Regions from separate parts of the Rattus norvegicus genome. Here region 1 is linked to region 2. A link is a contact called in public Hi-C data. All regions are on one chromosome and are shown on one strand. The core of a region is the stretch at or near the end of the contact, and the rest is flanking DNA. Distances in the headings are between cores, read along the strand shown. Region 1 overlaps Acad10 (acyl-CoA dehydrogenase family, member 10). Region 2 holds the start of Acad10 (acyl-CoA dehydrogenase family, member 10).

What was found. A called contact is a pair of places that touch in the nucleus more often than the background predicts.
Region 1: a contact with region 2 is called in a Hi-C map of Schwann cells, with 1.7 times the contacts expected there. The contact joins the enhancer-like site here to the promoter of Acad10 in region 2. A contact is called at or near these places in 2 of 12 Hi-C or Micro-C datasets (the Rat2 cell line and Schwann cells).

What each region holds. Positions count from the first base shown.
Region 1 is chr12:40,599,874-40,603,708 of GRCr8, reverse strand. It overlaps Acad10 (acyl-CoA dehydrogenase family, member 10), which reads right to left. Exons shown (of 22, transcript NM_001398790.1): 19 at 1,122-1,265; 20 at 421-498. Among named protein-coding and RNA genes, the nearest start is that of Aldh2, 8.5 kb to the left of the region's middle. Within about 2 kb of position 2,533, at least 4 of the 93 cell types and tissues checked have an H3K27ac peak or open chromatin away from gene starts, as enhancers often do. A contact at or near this core is called in Schwann cells, where this site is marked.
Region 2 is chr12:40,559,783-40,563,583 of GRCr8, reverse strand. Acad10 (acyl-CoA dehydrogenase family, member 10) reads right to left here and starts at 1,669. Exons shown (of 22, transcript NM_001398790.1): 1 at 1,466-1,669. Brap (BRCA1 associated protein) reads left to right here and starts at 1,858. Exons shown (of 12, transcript NM_001271194.1): 1 at 1,858-2,049; 2 at 3,333-3,494. The coding sequence starts at 1,968.

The sequences.
Region 1 (3,835 bases), core at 1,284-3,783, 39 kb before region 2:
TAGCAGGAAACAGAAGAAAGCCGGAGTTCTCAAAGTGTCAGCCTGCTCAAAACCGCTGGCGACTGCTGTCTCACCAGGGGTCCCCTATACCACTGTGTGTCCCAGACTTCACATAGGACCATAATGGCATCCTTTGGATGCCTGGCTCACCGAGCCCATTCTACAAGGTTTGCTTCTGCTACTGAGAACGTCCTGTGGTCCTGTGTGGGATCAGGTGTCAGGATGCGCACCCCGCAGGGTCAGGGCACTGGGTATGAGCAGCAACAGGGCTTCCTTAGGCTGAGGCCAGCTACTTGCAAGCAGAATGCAGGGAGGGAAGCACGGGCTGTCGTGGGAGGGAGAGGAGGGGCCCTGCACGGCTTGGCTTGGAGAGGAAGGCAGCAGGCACAGCCCGAGGCAGGCCGGTGAGGGGCAGCTCACCTGAACAGCGCGGTCAATTACTCGATAAGCCATGGAAGGGGCTACCATTTTAATCATGGCGATCTCCAAAGCTGCAGCCTGCAGGAGAAGGCAGAGTAAAGGAAAACGGGATGAGGTGCTAAGAGGACCACAGAAAACCAAACTGACCGTCAGGGTGGACGCTGGACACAGTGCTGCAGGCAATAGTGGACCAAAGCTAGACCTGGGCATCCTCAAGCTGCCAAAAACAAGGGCATCAAAGAACCAGGGACAGCATGCCTGGCTCCACTACCTGGTGCAGCAGCTCTCCTGGGTCTGGGGCCCTTGCACGGGGGCCAGGTAACAGGGCAGTCCACATGCATCAAGGCCACCCACTATAGGAAATGGGGAACGTTGCTATGGGAATGAGCTCCTCTGTAGGCTAATGCTCTGTTTGGACCAGGTCTGTGAGGTCCTTCTCCCAGCTCTCTCCCCCTTCATTGGCCTCCTGCACTGGGTCTTGTTGAAGACCTGGGGCTACAGAGCTGACCATTTGGTGGACGTTCGCCTCTCTCCCCGGGCCTTTTCTGGTTGGCAATAGATGACCCTCTAGAGTTCAAGCAGAACATTAGCAGTCATCAGTGTCCAAGAGCTGAGCCTTCCCGCAGTTTGCCAAACAATGAGAGAAGGGTGGAGTCCAGTGTCCCCTCAGGATGGCTCCTGTCATCTCGGAGGCCTCCCACCTTGTTTCCGGCCACATCCATGAGGTGGGCAGCTTTCAGTACCAGCAGACGTGCCTGCTCGATGTCCACACGAGACCGGGCAATGTCTGCTAGGATGGTGCCGTGCTCCACAAGGGGCTTCCCGAAGGCCGTGCGGGACATCACCTACGGATACCAGGGAGACAAGGCTCGGGAGCTGGGCCTAGAGTGGTCCTGGGAGGCTCAGAGTGGATGACCTGCAGGGGAGCCAGGCACGCAGGAGAGAGCAGATGTGGGAACCGCCTGCCTGCCAGCTAGTTGGGGGCGGTTGCAATGCAATGGTCGTTACAGATGCCACACCTACAGAGCGCATTCTCCGGTGGCTGATGGCTGACTACAGCTTTGGTGATCCTGGAGAGCCTGGAATGTTACAGGTCCACAGCCAGGAATCTTGGGCTGTCTTGGTGCCTCAACGGACATTTATTGCCCACGGCAGTGTGTGACAACCTTGTGACTAAGGGAAGTCCTTCTGGAATGTGAAGATGGAGATCGCTACCTTCCACCAACCCAAGAGTTAAGGAGGTCATCGGAGAGGACCAGAGGCGCACAGCAGACATAGTTCTGCTTGTGTTGTGACTCGCCCGCCTGGAGCACCATCAACACAACTGAAGGTGTTCTGTGACTTTCTCCTTTGTTCAAACTTCATGAGCCTGGGCGTGGTGACGCACATCCTTAATCCCAAAGGCAGAGGCAGGAGGATCTCTATGACTATGAGGTCTATGCTGTGTGTGTGTGTGTGTGTGTGTGTGTGTGTGTGTGTGTGTGTGTGTGAGAAAGAGAGAGACAGAGACAGAGTGAGACAGAGACACAGAGACAGAGAGAGACAGAGAGAGATACAGTTAGATAATGTCTTCCAACAGAGTCAGGCAGCTGTGGCTCTCCCCTTAATCCTAGCGCTTGAGAGGCAGAGGGGGGCTGATCTCGAGTTTGAGTTCAAGGCCAGGCTGGTTTAAAGAAGCAAGTGAGTTCCAGGTCAGCCAGGGCTACAGAGAGAAACCATGTCTCAAAAAACAAACAAACAAACAAACAAACAAGCCAGCAAACCCCCCCCCCAAAAAAAACCCACAAAGCAAAACAAAACAAGAAACTTTGTATAACTTAGTAGATTGCAAAGTGGAATCTGAGGTAATTTAAATCTGTATTCCTGAACAGTGCTTACATGTAACTCTGAAACAATCTTCTTTTTTTTTTTTTTTAAAGATTTATTTATTTATTATATATAAGTACACTGTAGCTGTCTTCAGATACACCAGAAGAGGGCATCAGATCTCTTTACAGATGGTTGTGAGCCACCATGTGGTTGCTGGGAATTGAACTCATGACCTCTGGAAGAGCGGTCGGGCGCTCTTAACCGCTGAGCCATCTCTCCAGCCCAACAATCTTCTTTTGAGCTGAGAGCCACATTGTTTTGTTTTGTTTTTCAAGACAGGGTTTCTTTGTGTAGCCCTCAATGCCCTAGTCCTGTAGATCAGGCTGGTTTTGAACTTCAGAGAGATCCAGAGAGATCCGTCTACCTCTCTCTGCCTTCCTAGTGCTGGGATTAAAGGTGTGTACCACCACAGAGCGGCCCAGAACTTCTAAGACCCCTTTAGTGAAGCCCTGGGCTTGAAGTTAGGCAAGAGAGAAAGCCCCAGCCAGCTTCTGGCCAAGACTGCTCCTGGTAAGGAAAGTAGGAAGGACTGAGGGAACTCCACCAAGGGGCAAGTCGCCATCTGCTGGCAAAGGCCAGCCTCACAGCCTGGAGTTCCAGCTTAGAAAGGGTTGAGAGTCAAAAGCATTCTTCTCTCACATGTTTTATTTATCTATCCCTGGGAAAATAATTTTTACAGCAATAATATATCTTGTGTCATGGCTGTCAATTTTCATTCAAAAGACAGAAAAAAATACCTAGTATCCCATCACCTGACAGGGGGTGGCTGTCGCCTTGGTGTGTCTGTAGAGTGAGCTGTTTGGAGAGCTGTTTGAGTCTAAAAGCTCGAGACCAATCTGGGCGGCAGAGTGAGCCCATCTCAAAACACACGATTCTTATCTGTGCTTCCACACTTTCTGCATGCATTTAAAGGTGCGCATAGATATAGTTTTAAAGTCTTATATGAGCGTGAGGGTTAGAGGATAACTTGGAGGAGTTGAATCTCCCCTTCCGCCCAGGAGTCAATCTCACTTCATGAGCCTCAGCAGATGCCTTTATGTGCTGGGCCGACTCACTGTTCTCTCTCCGGCCATTGAAAACACAGCGACAGTCCACACACTGTTCAGTAATCTCTGCCCAGTTGTTCATTTGAGACAGGGCCTTTCAGGTAGCCCTGGCTGTCCTGGAACTTGCTCTGGCCTCTGTCACAAAGAGACCCACTTGCCTCTGCCTACAGAGTTCTGGGGTGCAAGGCAAACATCATGACATCTGTCCCTAGCAGCCTGCTTTAAAAACAATAAATATAACATATAATTTATATATTAAATATCTAAATATAAATAAATATAATTTAGGAACACAGTGAGTTCATCTGTATACCATGAAGTTACGTTCCAATCAGGGATGGTCTGGTGCCTGCACCTGAGTCCCAACAAGGTCACCTCTGCCTACATGGAGAGTTCCAGACCAGCATGGCTGTTAAGAGACCCTGAGCTAGGAGAGAGGATGCAGTGAATAGTCTGGGACCTTTGTGCTATCTGTGTGACTGGAGACCACACCAGATCCT
Region 2 (3,801 bases), core at 420-2,919:
AATGGGGACAATTACAGTACCTATTGCAAGGGGTGTGTGTGTGTGCGTGCCATTGCCTAAGGTAAAAAAATGTGGAGCTATTAAGTTAGTATGTGGCACACCATTTAAGGTTATCTAACACTTGACTTGGGAGTGTGCCTCATGAGCGTGACCTGTGCTTAGCATGCTGAAGGCCCTAGGTCAACGTGAGCACCACAGACACATCTGACACACAGTCAGATGATCTACACCGGGCGACTTTTATGCACTTTCATTTGTTTTTGGTTTTTTTTGTTTTTTGTTTTTTGTTTTTCTGGAGCTGGGGACCGAACCCAGGGCCCAAGCGCTCTACCACTGAGCTAAATCCCCAACCCCTATGCACTTTCATATAAGCCCATTATTCTCGTGTGTGTGTGTGTGTGTGTGTGTGTGTGTGTGTGTGTGTGTGTGTGTGTGGTGATTTGGGCCACAGGAGGGACATTTAGTGATATCTGGGCACAGTTTTTGGTGGTTACCACTAGGTGAGAGTACTCCTGACAGCTATGGTGCACATACATTCACCCCGAAAGGGTTATTAGGACGTGAAGTGTGAGAAGTTGGGAAACCCTGGCATTAAAAGGGTATGAGACATATTACATAGGAAAAAGCATAAGCACCTCTATGTATCGTGTGTTCCTATTACAGGTGCGATTTGTACACGGCCTCTCCCACACCTCTTACACTGTGGCATGTATAGCATGTCATTTTTTTCCATATATGCACTGATTTTACCTGTATTTTTCTCTTTCTTTCTTTCTTTCTCTCTTTCCTTCTTTCTTTCTTTCTTTCTTTTTTCCTGTGTGTGTGTGTGTGTACTAGACACTGAACCCAGAACCTATACCCCAAGCATTCTACCACCGAAGTACATTCCTCAGTGTGCTCTATCCTGCCATCTTGTGAAGCACAAAGCCTTCAGCAGAATCCTGTAACCCTAGCCCTGGTGAGGTGGAAGAGGCAGGAGGGTCAGAAGTTCAAGGACATCTGTTTCCAATATAGAGAGAACTCAAAACCTCAAAACAACTAGACCATGGCCAGACAGTGGTGGGGCAGAACTGTATCCCACAACTCCGGAGGCAGAGGCAGGCAGATCCCTGAGTTTGAGGCCAGCCCGGTCTACAGAATGCATTCCAGGACGTGGAATTCATGGAGAAACTGACTCAAAAACAAAACAAATAAAAACCAAAAACAAAACTAAACAACAAAACCAAATTTAACCATGATCTATATATCCCTGTCTCCTAAATGCGTTTCATTTCACACACCCGTGTGGTTATGCCGCGACTAGGTCAGGATCAACTAGCTCAGGATCGCACGAGTGCCAAAGGTTGTCCTGTCTGGGTCTGTTTTCTGTGTTTGCAAAAGCATCATCCCACACAGCCCCGCAGTGTCCGGCTCTCAGAAAAACATTGATGAAGACACTGTGTTCCTAACCAGCCCATAGCCATACCTGCATAAAGTTACAAACCCTGAGGTCGAAGACCCAGGAACCCTCAGAGTCTCCTCGAACCCTCAGAGTCTCGGTGAACCCTGTGGGAAAACTAGGCGGGACAAACGAAGAGAGGGGTCAAGCGCAAAAAAAAAAAAAAAAAAACCAAGCCAGAACGCTCTGCACGGACTGCGCACGCTCCTCGGACAATACTGTGTCCAGACGGTCAGCCAAGGTTCAGAAGCGGCTACCAACGGCGCATGCGCGCCCTGGGCCTCGCCCCTTCCCGCCCGCGCGTGCGCGTGCGCGTGCGCGACCCTGCGGGTCAGAGACGGCGGCCGAGAGGCGGAAGTGGAGGTTGTTGTGGCTCGGCCGGCTGCGCGAGAGGGGCTGCCGCTGCTGAGGCGGCGGCCGCGGCTCTGAGGCGGTGGCGGGGCTGCCGACCGCGGGCCGCTCGGCCTCTGGGCTCGGCCCGCAGCCTTCCGTCAGCCAGCCGGAGCCCACGCCGACCAGCGCCTATCCTATGAGTGTGTCACTGGTGGTCATCCGACTGGAGCTCGCGGGTCACTCGCCGGTCCCCGCCGATTTCGGCTTCAGCGCTGCCGGTGAGTCCGCGGCCTCGCGCAGGGTCGGCGAGTCGGCGGGTCGGCGGGTCGGTAGCCCTCGCTCTACCGGCCCCCGGGCTTGCCAGGTGCCTCTGCTCGACGTCGCCCTCGCTGCGAGAAAGCGCGGCCTGGGGCGGGGGGTGGGGGGGATGCTGTGCGCCTTTTCCAAACTGGCAGACAGGCCAGTGGTTAATACCCCAAGTTAGGTCTGAGTGGCTGGAGACACGGGTTCTGACCTAGCCGGGCCCGAGAATCTGACGTTTTCACCACCGGCCACAGATTTCCTTAGTGGACCATGCAGCTTCGGCTCTCCTTTGGTTGTCACAACATTACCTGAATAACATTGAGGCTCCTGAGGTGGAGGCAGGAGGACCGGCAACCACAAGCCAGTCTGGGTTACAGGGAAACCTGTCTAAACAAACAGACAGAGAAAAGGTGTGTGTGGGAGAGCGATCGCCAGGTATCTGTCAGAGTTTGGTCGTGCCCTGAATCAGACTTGGGTCTCTAATTTGTGGCATAGGAGCTAAATGTGGTAAATTAAGGAAAAGAGAAATGGGACCACTTACTTAGTTGGGAGAGCCAAGCTGGTGCTTGTTCTAGGAAGAATGGCATCACTGGACACTGCAGCCTTTAGAGCTGCAGTAGAAGAGTGAGTTGTGGTCTTGTCCTTTCGGACTCAAATGACTGATGTATTTCAAGCAGCTATCAAGAGCTCAAAGTAACCCCTAGATCTGAAAGTCAAATTAAGTTGGCACCAGGTACAAACAGGTAACTTCATACAGAGCCAGTATGTAAACCTTTATCAGCAAAGCCTAGAGTGAAAGCTCCTACTGTGTGCTGGGTTGTCTGGGTAAGTGCTGGACTGGACAAGCCTGAAGTCTGCCTCAGAGCTGATGTTAAGGTAATTTCAGTCACAACTCAGGGATTCTTAAAGACCCCTTATTCATGAGACTTGCATTTTGGCCACGACATAGACTCACAGGTTTTGGGATGCAACTCATGGTAGTTCATCTGGGTGTAGTCCCCATGAAAGGCTTTTATCCCTGTGAGTTTGTCAAAAGTCACTAGAATGGCCGCATTGTTCCAGAGCTTTTTGGGATGAATGCTGTCTGACTTTGTAGGACTCCTAGAGAGACTGAGGCAGACAATGCAAAAAAACAAAACAAAACCGCCTCATCGGAAGGAAAGAGCAGCAGAGGAGAAGAAAACCTATTGATTGGAGTGCTGAGAAGTGAGAGGAGTTTGTTCTGTCATAAGGTATTAATCTTTCATGTGTTCTTCAGCTGGAGAGATGTCCAATGAGGAGATCAAAAAGAAGACGTTGGCTTCAGCAGCCGCCTGCCTCGAAGGGAAGTCGCCAGGGGAAAAAGCAGCAATCATCCACCAGCACCTTGGCCGTCGGGAAATGACTGACGTGATCATTGAGACCATGAAGGCCAGTGCAGGTATGCCCTCAGGAAGCCTGGCTGTGCTGCTCTTGCACTAGGAGCCCCTGGCTGTGGTTTCTTTCTTCACGGTTGGTGAGCCGAGGAGGCTCACCTCTGGTGTATTTATTACTAAGGATGACCTTGGAGTTCTAACCTTTCTACATTCACCTCCTGAGTGGTGGGATTATGTATGTATACACCAGTGCATCCCGTTTTCATGCTGCTGGGCACAGCCCCAGGGCTTCATCATGTAAAGCTAGCACTCTACAACTGAGCCGTAGTTCCAGCTTGTTTAGGGTTTTTTTTAAAGCACTTGTGTCCTTTA